Linked DNA regions of Sus scrofa: region 2 is linked to region 1. A link is a contact called in public Hi-C data. All regions are on one chromosome and are shown on one strand. The core of a region is the stretch at or near the end of the contact, and the rest is flanking DNA. Distances in the headings are between cores, read along the strand shown.

The links. Hi-C and Micro-C count contacts between places; a contact is called where the count stands out from the background.
Region 2: a contact with region 1 is called in a Hi-C map of omental adipose tissue, with 2.2 times the contacts expected there. The contact joins two enhancer-like sites. A contact is called at or near these places in 8 of 47 Hi-C or Micro-C datasets (embryonic fibroblasts, epiblast stem cells, fetal heart ventricle and 4 more) and 1 of 2 datasets of contacts at active chromatin or transcription factors (alveolar macrophages).

The regions. Positions count from the first base shown.
Region 1 is chr7:8,125,811-8,132,542 of Sscrofa11.1, forward strand. TMEM170B (transmembrane protein 170B) reads left to right here. Exons shown (of 3, transcript XM_003482132.4): 3 at 1-6,583. Among named protein-coding and RNA genes, the nearest start is that of MIR7136, 6.1 kb to the right of the region's middle. Within about 2 kb of position 3,986, at least 4 of the 83 cell types and tissues checked have an H3K27ac peak or open chromatin away from gene starts, as enhancers often do. A contact at or near this core is called in alveolar macrophages and omental adipose tissue, where this site is marked.
Region 2 is chr7:8,536,765-8,543,904 of Sscrofa11.1, forward strand. The region is part of intron 2 of HIVEP1 (zinc finger protein 40); the gene reads left to right. Among named protein-coding and RNA genes, the nearest start is that of HIVEP1, 24 kb to the left of the region's middle. Within about 2 kb of position 1,612, at least 15 of the 83 cell types and tissues checked have an H3K27ac peak or open chromatin away from gene starts, as enhancers often do. A contact at or near this core is called in alveolar macrophages and omental adipose tissue, where this site is marked.

The DNA.
Region 1 (6,732 bases), core at 2,736-5,235:
AATCTGTGATGACATTTTATTAGAATGAAAAAGTCCTTAGCATTTTCAGAGGTTTTAGCAAAATGCAGTTGTTTTTAAGAGTGCAAGAAGCAAGGGAAACACAGAACCTAGTTGAATTTGTCTCTTACTGAGCTTTCTTTTTTAAATACCAGATACAGTTATATATATATATGCCAACTCAAAGGAAGAGCCAACTGCAGAAAATGTGAAGTTAAGGACAATCCACAAAATAACTTGCATGCTCCACCTAACCTCACTGTTTTATGATCTAATTTGGTAAAAACTGAGTTTCTCTTTGGTCCCATTCAGATTTAGACCTTTGTTACCTACAGTACCTTTTCTTCACCAAAAAGCAGAATATATCAAAACCTCAGTGATGAAGAGTTGGAGGTATTTCACTAGTATGGAAGCCAGCTGGGTGGGGCTGGCGGGTGAGGTGGGCTTGGAAATTTTTTTTTTCCAAAAAGTCAAGAAGCAACTATGTATTCTTAGAGATTTTTGAAGTAAACCTTAAAATTGATTCTTTTAAAATTATGTACAAGCCTGGAATTATTTTCATGTGTTTTTTATATTCGGGATGTTTTCCTAAATTAAATTTAGGCATAAATCTTCCAAGTCAATTCGATTTTTCCTTTTGTTAGACCTGAATCATGTTCTTCCTTTACTTTGGTTATTTTGTCAGTAAAGGGTTCGTTTTCTTTAGGAGAAATTACCAATACCATGTTGAAATTTTTTCAGAGCTACGAAATGGATATTTAACACATGGTTATTGAAAGTTATCACGATAAAGTAACATGGAACACGTGGTTCAAAATTTGAAATTAGCCAGAAAATATCTTGGACACGTTAAGTGTAGGGCTGCATGGACCAAAGAGATTTAAACTCCTGCTTTCACTCTGGAATGGAAATCTAAGGAGGTGGATCAGTTTGAGGACTGTCCTGCAATTCTCTCATTATCAGGTTGCTTTATGTATGAAGTGTGTGTGTGTGTGTGTCCGTGTGTGCCGTTTGTGCTTTTAACTTTGGAGGGAATTTTTGGTTTCTTTGCTGTTTTTAGTTATTTCCATTGGAATTTTGTGCAACTGTTACTTTTCTGATGTTTTGAAATGCAGTTGAATAGTGTGAATTGATGAAATGTCTTAAAAGCTGTTTCTGTGATGATATTTTAAAACAGTGGTTTTCCTATAGAGACAAGAAATTGTAATGATATATATCTACACACATATATATCATTATATACATATATATAAAGCTGCTATATATGAATACAGTCTAATTGGAAAGCTTTTGTTCAATGAACACATTTATGTTGTAGTGGAGAATTTGATGTATTTGCTCAGTTGAATGATCTTTTAAAGAGGTTTGAGGAAGCTTGAGATTTTTAAATTTGGGAAAATTTTTCTTGGTTTAGTAGTACTAGACATCCTTATCTGTGATATGACAAAGGCCCTTATTGGTGTTTTGGGTTTGTTAAACCTTCTTATAATTTGTATGTGATTTAGAATTAAATTTTCTTTGTGATAAATGCAAGAGGGAAGGGGAGAATCCTCTGCAGTTTACACTTAATTATTTTAAAAAATGCTTAATAAAATATCACTGACAATGAAATCAGTTCCCCAAAGAAGAGACTCTTGTGTGTACAAACTAATTATTATTAATTAGTTAACACAAACTGGTTAGAAATGTCCATAGATCAGAGTTAGTCAGGGGGCCTCATCTAAGCTACAAGTAATGTTTAAAACTTTTAAATGAAGAAGATGCAAATAAGCTGCCCCATGGACAATTCCACCGGTTGCCTAGAATGAGGAAAGACCTAAATAGTGGCCATATTCAGTGCTCGCAAGTTAATTATTTTTACTTTAGATCTTAGTGTTTACTAAACAGTGTTATAGTTTGTAACCCAATATACTTCCTTAGTATTTGCAACCTACATTTCCACTGCCCCCCAAACGTGAGTGTTTTGTTTGTATTTTAAGTGAGAAATAAAGAAATGAGCTGCCCTGTGTATCATATATTTGTGATGTAAGGAACAGGAATAATTTTAAATGTTTTGGAAAAGGTCTCACAATAACCTCTAATTTAGACGAGGAGAGTGGGGCTTGCCATGTCAGTGTTCCCAAGCTGGCACTTACATGTCATCTCATTTGATTCTGTAAACATTTTTGATGGATCTATTATGTTCAAATGCGGTACCTGGTATTTTCTATAGTAATTACAAGGATGGCCAATATGGGATTCCTGCCCTTGAGTCCACCAAGAGCTACTGAGATGACTTAAATCCTAAAAGAGTTAGGAGAACATTTTGCTTCTAGCTGAGAGTTTGTCTTGTTTCTCCCCCCACCCTAATCTGGTTTTTCTCAGTTTTTTCACCAAATGGAATTTTAGTAACAGATATCATCGCTGTGATATAGTGAAGAGAATACCAGTGACATGGATTTCAATCCAGCCCTTCTCACTTAGGAATGGCAGTGTAGTCAGAACTCCACATTAGCAGTTCACATTCAGGTATTCAGCCAACTTTGGATTGAAATATTCAGAAAGCAAGTTCCAAAAGGCAAAATGTGAATTTGCCCCATGCAGGCAGCTATTCACATAGCATTTACATTGTATTTACAGTATTTACATAGCATTTACATTATATAGACTATTAAGAGATGATTTAAAGTATGTGGGAGGACATATGTAGGTTACATGCAAATAGGACACCTTTTCTATAAGGGCCTTGAGCATCCTCGAACTTTGATATCTGCTAGGATCCTGGGATCAATCGCCTGTGGATACTAAGAGATGACTAAATAGTTAACAGTAAATAATAGTCATTATAATTTAAAAAAAAAACCCTGCACTTTGCAATACCAGTTGAATACATCATTTTGTAAAATTCATCTCTTTTCTTCCATTTCCACGTTTTCCCTACATATATTTTAAGAAGGAATTCTCTTACAATGTTGCTTCTATAACCTCCTCTCTACCTCTTTATTTTTTTAATCAACAGTTATTTATCTAAAGGCACTTCTGGGAATTAGTTGTGATGGAAGCGGCCAGGGCAAGTGAGATTCAGTGGCAGGTTGTTTACCTCTCCTTAAAGTTGGAAAAGGGAGAAGCAGCCAGGATTTGCCCGTTATCTTATCCTGCTTGCTTCTTTTGGATTCATTCGGCCAACAGGCATTGAATCTGCACTCCTCAACGTATCATCCTTGCTTTAGGGATGGAGAAGCGTCTCCTCCCTCTGTCCGCCTCTGTTCCACCGCCCAGTCTTCCGCTTCACGGTATAGCGCCACTTCTGTGGGAGAACAGAGTTGGGCTGCAGTGTCCACCACGTCCTTCCCTCCATGGACCAAATGTGCTGCGTAAGCCCTACTTGTTGTCTGCTTGTTTTTAACTTAGAAATACTTTCATTTTTAATTTATGCCCATTTTTAATTCAAGAAGTAACAAATGCTAAAGTACTTTCTGAAATATTCTCAAACTACACGTTTCTCTCAGAAAGTCGTAGAATTCTTCAAAGAGTTGCTTTCTATTTTTCAAGATGTGAAGAATGTGGAAAGTTTCTGAAGAAATTCTGGTGACCTAGATTGCAGAAAAGCTTGGCAACATTTGGGTAGCTGGGTAAATGGTTATTTCTTTTAATAATGGGGGGTGAGAATCTCAGTGGTAAAAATTGACTAGTAATTTCCCTTATTGTGCTGTCCTTTTGGTAACATATTAGAGTGGAGAACCCTACAGGACATTATTTGATTTAAAAATGATAAAAAAAATTTCAAACACATAGCTTTTAATTGCAGAGGGAAGGTTAAAGACAGGAAGAAACGTTGGAGGGTAACACACACAAATACAGACACACTTGATGAAGCACCCTGCGTTATGCGGACACAATTTCCCTTCTGTTAAAACTGTGAACTACACTGTGTGAGTAGGTTTACTGCATGTTTACAGAATGCGGTGTCTTCCTTCTGTGTGAGACTAAACTGTACCACAAAGCATTCTGAAACAGTATTACATTTTTGTGCATTTAGTGGTAGGTTTGCCCTTCTCACTTAGGGATCTCCACTGTACATCGGTGTAGGCAATGTAATGCTTTTGAGGAGGTTGCCCAAGTTACCTAAAAACATATCTGTGGGTTTGTTTAGAGGAAGTAATGCTTTATAAAGTATTTTCAGTAAATGTGAACATGTACCAGTTACTATGTTATTAGATTAGTGGAAACACCCAAATTTCTGAGTGCACTGAGCTATGAACTGTCACTGTTTCCTCCCCGGAGTTCAGCGGACTCGTTTTCACATTCTTTACATTCATGGCACATGTGGTGAACTTACGTAATAACCTTTTCCTGATTTTGAGAAGTAATTTAGCAGTTTCTTAAAAATATTCTTCCCCTTTCCATACAGATGTCGTATGGTATAGGTGAAACAGATGTACAGTTTGTTGATAGAATCAGAAGTGCTGGTTTAGAAGAGAATGTTTTAACACCTTATGGCTACACAGTCACAATCTTGCTGAAAATTAAATACTCTAAGTAAGTCAGGGGAGCATGGACCCCCTACGTGTTTGTTTTAGATTATATCTGTCCTTCACTTGGGTGGTGACATACCTCTCCACTCAGTGGTGACATGACCGACCCCTTTTGCGGACTGTATTTAGATATGTAACTGAAGCTGGAAAGCAGTGTAACATACATACATAGAGGAACTATAATGCATAATCTCCATAGATGTAATACTTTTTCTCCTAAACATATTATATATTGGTAATTTCTAAAAATCATCACTTTTTTCAGAGCCCTATATAAATGAATGACAACCTGATAGTACTATTGATGGTGAAAGTTTCCCTTGTTTTTAAATTAAAGTATTTCTGTATCATCACAAAGTGTCTTTGGGAAAGAACATTTTAAAGTTTTCTCCATTGAAGGCAAAATAGAGGCACTGGTTTGAATAGTAGTAAAAAATGATTAACTTTTAATACTGGATGAGTTGATAGTCTGATTATTGACACTTTCTTAGTATTCATAATATCAGATTAATTTATGATGGAGGAATTTTTTGAAGTTCTGGCCCTCTCCCAAACACACACATGCACACACAGGCTCTGCACATTTAGATGAACAATTATAAAATTACACAATATTTTTCATTTTAGTCATATAACTTGGTAAAATTCATAGGATTCTACCATAAAGTACTAACTCCTGACTCCAGTCATTCTAGAGCAAGGGGATCAACTTTATCTTCAAGTTACTCAACTAAAATGTTTGTATGTAAATAACATAGCAAAAATATAGTTTGCCTGATATGTATTAAAAATTCACTTTCAAATTATGTTAACTCTCAGACCACTGATGAATCATTTAGTAAATAAACTACATTGCAGTTTTCCTAAACTAAATGATGCCTTAGTGCCTTGGAAGTTAAGATACTTTTGCAAAGTGTATTTAGCAAGATTCAGGCTTGGTATACTGTTGCTGGGAATTCAGAGCTGGAGCGTAATTGAACTAGCTCCCTGTGGTTTATAAAAACCAGTTATTTCACCATTGACTATTACAGATGACAACTGCTTTCATGATGTGGTATTTGTCGATTTTTTTTTTTCCAAGTAAGTTTGAAATGAGAGAAAATGTAGTCAAGAAATTAAATGTATGATTTTACAATTTGGCTTTGTTGTGAACTAGAGATTCTAGCGTGAACAGTGTGAGCTTTGTATTGTAACACAAGTGCAGACACTTCGTGTAACTTTTAGGAACATGTTTACCATCAGGGAATTTCTCTCTCTCTCTCTCTTTTTTTTTTTTTTACTCTAGAAATACTTAAAGTACTGTGAAGTTTAAAGACAGAAGAAACATAGGAGGGATAACGCACAAAAACAAAGGCGTTTGTGATGAATATCCTACATTACGTGAACACAATTCTCCCCCTTCTGTTAAGACTATAAACTACACTGTATGAGTATGTGTACTGCATGTTTACATAATACAGTTTAATTTTGAAGGGTTATTTTAAAAGTATGTTTATTTATAATACCTAACAAGCTGTAAATATTGTATACTATTGATTTTTAATTTTATATAAGCAATTTTTTAATTTCCAATTCATGTACAAATCTCATTGTGTATATAGCATAATTTCCTGGAGAACATAAATTTTGCAGTGGATTTTAATTATTTTAATTGTGGTAAGCATCAGGTTAGCCTTAGAAATGTTGATTTTTATTTTATTTTTCACTACTCATTTTCTTCAAAGGGCAGCAATAAACATATGCAAGTTATTTTTGACTATAGAAAGTTGGTCTGCAAAGATAAGATCTGGGTTCCAACTCATTGCTTTAAAGAAAAGATGCACAACTAACATCATCCACTGTCTAATCCCAGGGCCATTTCTGAGGTCCATGTGTGTCTCTCCTCTTTGTAACATACAGGGTGAACTCTTTACTGATACAAACAGGACAACTGTTAAAAGTGAATCCAGCACTTAAATGTCATTACACAGAATTTATTGGATTAAAAATTTGTAATATACAGTATTTTAATAACGTTTCTGTATTCTATTTCATGCACTTATATATAAATAAACCTGTCTTTAAAAGCTTTATGTAGTGTTTGATTCTTGACAACGTATTTTTCAACTCATTCACTATAGATGCAAGTGTTTCCTCATAACCCTTTTGTCAGGTTTTCTGGGCCAGTTTTAACATCAGGATCAGGGAGTTCCCATTGTGGCGCAGCGGAAACAAGTATGAC
Region 2 (7,140 bases), core at 362-2,861, 410 kb after region 1:
GATTATAATATATCCCTCCCTGTTTCCCTGTCTACCTGAGAATAATGCTAACTAAACTCTGGTAAAATATGGAAACTTTGTTCCAGTTTGTCCCTTTGCAATTATTGTCATATATGTTTGATCCCTATGTGTTATAAACACAGCTATGTAGTGTTAAATTGTGGCTTAAATACCACCTCACGTTCTTTAAAGAATTTAAGAGACGAAATGAGAGAAAAAAATTAATGGTCTTATATTTACCATTTCCTGTGGTCTTCATTTCTTCCTGTGGATTTGAGTTGTTGTCTGACATTTCCATTCAACCTAAGGGACTTCGTATAGCATTTTTTTCTTCTTTTTTTTGGCTGTGCACACAGCGTGTGGAAGTTCCCGGGCCAGAGACTGAACCTGTGCCACAGCAGCAACCCGAGCCACAGCAGTGACAATGCCGGGTCACTAACTGAGCCACAAAGGAACTCCTTCATGTAGCATTTTTGTAAGGCATATCTTCTGTCAATAAATTTATCTTTTCAAAAGGTCATGGGGTGTCTTTTTTTTCTCGTTCAGTTTTGAAGAGGGTTTTCTGGTTGTAGAATTCTTGGCTGGTAGCTCCCCTTCCCCCCAGCACTCTGCATATCCCATTGCCCTTGGTCCTCGATTGTTTCTGATGAGAAGTCACGTGTTTCTCTGCATGATGGGTTGGTTTTTGCGTGCCGTTTTCAAGTTTTTCCTCTTTGTTTTTGGCCTTCTGCAGCTTGAGCACTGAGTTTAGATTTGGATCTCATTGTGTTTATCCTGTTTGGAGTTCTTAGATATGGAGATCAGTGAGTTTGTCTTTTTTATCAAATTGGGGACATTTTAGGCCATTGTTTCTTCACATATTTTTTTCCACCCTTTTCTCTTCTCCCCTTACATATATGTTGGTAAGCTAGATGTTGTTTCACAGGTCTCGGAGGTTCTGTTTATTTTTCTTTGATCTTATTTCTTTGTTCCTCAGGTTGGTTAATTTCCTTTGAGCTATTCTCAGTTGTCCCAGTTTTTTCTTATGCCAGTTCACATTTGCTGTTGAGTCCCTCTAGTAGATTTTTCTTTCCATTTACTGTACTTACCAATGCCAGTTTCCATTTGGTTCTTTTTTGCAATTTCTATCTCTTGTTGAGATTCTCTATTTGTTGAGTTATTGTCATACTTTAATTCTTTGAACATGATTTCCTTCAGTTCTTCCGATGTGTGTGTGTGTGTGTCTGAAGTCTTGTCCTGTAAATTCCAACATTTGGGAATTCTAGGGATAGTTTCTATTGACTGCCTTTTTCCCTCCTGAGTATGGGTCATGCTCTCTTGTTTATTTTCATGTCTCCAAGTTTTTTGTAGACCTTCTTACATTTCAGGCAATAGTTTGTAGCAACTCTGGATTCTGATTCTTGTCTGCTCAAGAATTGTCATTTCTGTTGTTTGTTTAGTAACTTTCCCAGAGTCAGTCTGTGAAGGCTGTCGCTCCCATATTGCTTGGCTGCTGATGTCTCTTGTTCAACTTGTTTTTTGTCTCTTTTTGTTGTTGTTGTTACTTTTAAGCCTAGCTTCCCAGTGGTTACCCTTGTTGCGACATAATTTTGTGTTCAGCCAAAGACTAATCAGATGTTGACACAGTCAGTAGAGCTTTTGCTCTCTGCTGGTGGATTCATGTAGGGCCGGGGAGGACATTCACATTTCAGGCAATTATTGTGTCTGCCTTGCCTTTTACTTTCAGCTGGCCCCCCTCACATCTTTGTGTGTGCCAATGCCAGCAAGGGATGTTGGGGGAGAGGCATGTGAATCCACTCTGGCATCTCTGATGTGTGTGCAGAATCTCTGGTTAGCCTGGGATATCCATGGAGAGCTGTCTCACCTCCCAGAACTCCTGGCTGATCTGGTCTCTTGCTTGACCCACCATGACCTTATCCTCAGGCTAGTAGGGCCCTAGGCCTGTGTTCTCCCACTAATGGGATTGCCTCTTTAACTGACAGCAGCCTGGATCTAGTGAGTCCAGCCTGGCAGTGGCAGTGAAGCTGTTGGCTTTCTCAGCTGAGCCCCCTCAGTTAAACTGATGGAGCTGAGGGTGAGGGGACCTGAATAGCCCAGAGCGGAAAGGCTGTGGGCATGTGCCGTGCTGGTCTTAAATGAAGTTTGGTGCTTTTCATGAAGACACATTTCTGTGTATGGCTTTCACTGACCTCCAGAGTGCTGAAGCATTTTTCGTTTGTTTGTTTGCAGTTTTGTCTCGCTTTAAAAGTTGTGTTGAGGGAGAGGATTTATTGATGTCTCATTTTGTGATTGCTGCATTTCCTCTGGAAGTGTTGTGAGTGTCCCCCTGTGGCAGGCACGACCCTGGGCCTTGTGTACATCAGGTTGCACAATGCATTTTGGAAAGCTTCTGCTCGACTGCTCATAGATACCCAGTGAGTTGGCTGAAAATCGAGTTGCTTTTTAAAAGATACGGAAAAGTGGGAGTTCCTGTCATGGCTCAGTGGTTATTAAGCCCGACTAGTATCCATGAGGACCGGGGTTCAATCCCTGGCCTCGCTCAGTGGGTTAAGGATCTGGTGTTGCCTTGAGCTGTGGTGTAGGTCACAGACATAGTTTGGATCCCATGTTGCTGTGTCTGTGGTATAGACCAGCAGCTACAGCTCCGATTTGACCCCTAGCCAGGGAACCTCCCTATGCGAAGAGTGCAGTCCTAAAAAGACATGCATACATACATACATACATACATACATACTAAGGAAAAGTGAGGAGTTCCCATTGTGGCTGAGTGGGTAAAGAACCCAACATAGTGTCCATGAGGATGTGGGTTCCATCCTCATCTTGCTCAGTGAGTTAAGGATCTGGCATTGCCAGAGGCTACAGTGTAGGTCACAGATGCATGCAAGGATCTGGCACTGCTATGGCTTTGTGTAGTCTACAGCTGCAGCTCCAGTTCAGCTTCTAGTCTAGGAACTTCCATATGTTGCAGGTTCAGCTGTTAAAAAAAAATTAAAAAATAAAAATGAAAGATAGGAAAGGTGAGATGATTTTGGTTTTAGGATACCATTGTAGCTGTTATTGATATTTTATTTTATTTTATTTTTATTTTATTTCATTGTCTTTTTAGGGCCACACCTGTGACATATGAAGGTTCCCAGGCTAAGGGTCCAATTGGAGCTGTAGCTGCCAGCCTACGCCAGAGCCACAGCCACACCAGATCCAAGCTGTGTCTGCGACCTCCACCACAGCTCATGGCAACACCAGATCCTTAACCCACTGAGCAAGGCCAGGGATCAAATCTGAAACCTCATGGTTCATAGTCAAATTCGTTTCCGCTGCACCACTGTGGGAACTCCTATTATTGATATTTTAAATCCGTACTACTCATAGAAATACTAGCCTACTGATAAGTACATCAAAGCTTCTATCACTGAAAGTGTAGTTTAGTTGGAAAAAAAGGAAAAGCAAGGGCTTGCAAGTTTGGGGCTGTGGAATTGGGGTTGAACCCTGATTCTGCGACTTACTAGGTCTGTGATTTACAGAGTGTTATTTAATCCCTCTGAGCCTTTGCTTGCTCACCTTAAAATGTGGATAATAACAGCTACCTGATGAGTTATTGTGAAGATTAAAGATAACATGGATGGAAGACCTGATACATAGTAGGTGTTCAGTAAATGTTAGTGTACACACCCAGCAGGTTTGGGGTCGGGGATGTAGTTTTGGTAAGTTTTTTTTTTTTTTAAGTCAGAGTATCTGCTTCTTGCTTTATTTAGTTTTTTTCTCCTTTTATTGGATAATTTTGGTATTTATATGGTCATCAAGGCATACAGTGTATTTTTTTCAGAGTGCATTTTGATTAACTTCTCTTATCAGATATCCAGATGTTCCTGGTGTTTCATAGCAATTTCTTTCCTAAAATCTAAATTTTACATGTTTGTAAGTTACCATGAAACTTTTTACAGCCACTTAGTAGTGAATGAGCTTATATATATACATATATATATATATATATGTAAGACTATTTTGTTGGGAGGTCTTTAAAGTATAAAGACAGTGGATTGTTATCTGGTCATTCTCAGGACGCAGTTGGAAAGGGCAGACAAAGTCTCTGGTAGAGATTATCAGAGGCTTTTACGGAGACATCTTCTCGGATCTTACTGGACCAGAGCTCACGCTGGTCAACCTCAGAGGCTCCGTTCTACAATATTGTCATTAATAAGGAGGAAGCGGTGACTCGGGGTACATCGGGTTTTAGTGTCATCTTTGGTTCAGAGAGGATGAGATTGGACTCTGGCATAGCCACGTGCTCTTAATGTAAGCAGCCATACTTCCATACGATTTCATAGAAATGAAGAGTTAACAATTTCTCTTAACAATTTACTTAACTCTGGCAGGGTGCCTTACGCCTAGAATAGTTTGTAATGCTTTTTATTAAGTTTATTAAAAATTAAATTTCTAGACACTGCCTCTTCTTAGAATCCTGTAATTTTCTTCCAAAGAATGTGTTTGTTGTGGATAATGTTTTTGTCAAGAGTAACTCTTAAAGTACTCGGAGAGCTATAAATTTTGAATTAGTGACATTGCAGAATGTAGAAAGAGAGGAAGTCAGGCTTCAGAGCTCCTTTATTGTGATGTGAGATCAGGAGGTCACTGGCCTCAGCGTGGACAGGACCAGGCGGACACTTTGCAGGCAGGCCCCTCGCATGTACAAATACAGCCCTCTGCTGACTGGGGCGAGGTCCGGTTTAACAACCTGCATACCTGTGCATACGTGATACGGCCAAGTTCTGTAGTTAAATAATGGATTTTGTAAATATTACATGGTCCTTTAGCACCTGCCTTTGTTGCAGGAGTAAAAGACAGAGTTATATTTTCATGTAGCTTCTATTTTTTTTTTTTTTTTAATTTTATGGCCACACCCATAGCATATGCAATTTCTCAGGCCAGGGATTGAATGTGAGTCACAGCTGTGACCTGTGCCCCAGCTGCAGCAATGCCAGATCCTTTAACCCACTGCGCCAGGCCCGGGATCGAGCTCGCACTTCCAAAGTGACCTGAGCTGCTACAGTCGGGTTCTTAACCCACTGCACTACAGCGGGAACTTCTCATGTGGCTTCTCTTAAACACTAATACAAATATGTCTCTTGAGACAGGCCTTTAATGGGTTTATAAAAATGATTATTTTTTTCCCTTCAGGCTTTAAATATCATATTTTTGACAGCAGTAACCACGATAAAAATTGTAGGAGAATTTTATTAGATGAAGTAAAGGTTTGGACTTTCTGTTCTGTGTAGATTGGCTATTTTGTCCCATGTGCTCAGGGAACATTTGATGAATAAGCATGCAAAGTGCCATGCCCCCTGAGGGCTCTGGACCGAATGCAGCCCCCACGACCCTGTGGTTCAAGAGGGACAGGCAGACTAGGCCCCAGTAGTAACAGGTGCAAAGTGGTCAGGCCATGGGCCCCTGGAGCTGTCAGGGGCCTCTGGGAAGGTGGACAGTGCTTTCTGGTTCAGTGGGAAGCTACCCCCCAAGCCTTAAGAAATCCTCTTTACTTCCTGTTTTATTTTGAACTAATTCTCCAGGTCCCATTTAGTATAGAAAACCTACGTATACAGATTTTTTCCTCTCTTTTTTTTCCCGATTTTCTTTCATTGTGGGAGCCTGCAAAGGAGGAAAGGGGAATTCAGTGGTAAGAGGTGTGGTTAAGGGGAGCAGCCTGGACACTTGATGCGGTTGCTCCACTTGACAGTTGGGCCCGGCTGCGTGTGGGCATCTGACCTGACGTGTCGCTGGAAAAGCCCTAAAAGTGCAGGATCTCAATGAAAATATCCTGGAAAAACAATTCCAGTAAAGGCGGGAGTTGGACACGTGTGAAATTTAGGAAAAATACCATTTCTGTGAATCAAGCCCTTGGTACCAGATACATGAAGAACTACTGACACCTCATGGATGGGGATGTTATTATTTTCAGTTCAGTCAAGTGTGTGTGGTGTGTGTGTGTGTGTGTGTGTGTGTGTGTGTGTGTGTGTGTGTGTGTGTGTGTGTGTGTGTGTGTGTAGCAGAGTCTGTGTGTGAGTCCAGACAGGTCTGTGGCCCTGGCTCAGATTGGTCTTTGAGTTTAATCAGTGACGGTGAAAGCTGTCGAGTATATTCTCAAGGTATTTGAAAAATAAAATAAATTGTGTAGTTTATCTGTTCAGTAGAATCACAGCTTAAGCTTTCCCAAAGTATCCAGATTTGTCCCACAGAATTCGGCCTATAGCATTCACTCAAAGTGGAGACAAAGTAGCTTTTAAATAATGTCTTACTTTAGCCTTTTCAAATCTATGGTGCATTAGTGTTTTAGGAAAGAATGGCACTCATGCTTTTCTTCTTCTTTTTTAATGAAATAGTAACAGTTCAGAGAAGTGGAGTATCGAGATCCATTTACGGATAAATCTAGATCCATTTATGGGTAAATCGAGGTAGATCTAATTCCAGTGAGACGTTGCATACAGTGCATTTTACTTTTCACATATCCCTTGCTCTGTGGGCTTGTGTGCATGCCAGCGAAGTTGGTATTAAAATCTGTTTCTCAAGTGAATCTTGTTTTGTAACACAATTTTGGAAGTATTCTTAGAACACATACATAAATACGTATACACAGGCAGGGAAGGGCCATTTGAAAAGGTTGTTGGGGGAGTTCCCACCGTGATGCAGTGGGTTAAGGATCGAGCATTGCCGCAGCTGTGATACAGGACGCAGCTGCAGCTCAGATTTGATCCCTGGCCCAGGAAATTCCTTGTGACATGGTTGCAGCTGAAAAAGAAAAAAAAAAATGATGCCGGGATTAACTGAGTTCAGGTGCTTGAGAGGGGAAGTACTAAAACTTTACCCCCCAAATCAACATAAATTTGAGAGTGGACAGAGAGAAAATCAAAAATTTTTTTTTTTTTTTTTTGTCTTTTGTTTTTGTTGTTGTTGTTGCTATTTCTTGGGCCGCTCCTGCGGCATATGGAGATTCCCAGGCTAGGGGTTGAATTGGAGCTGTAGCCACCGGCCTACGCCAGAGCCACAGCAACGCGGGATCCGAGCCGCGTCTGCAACCTACACCACAGCTCACGGCAACGCCGGATCGTTAACCCACTGAGCAAGGGCAGGGACCGAACCCGCAACCTC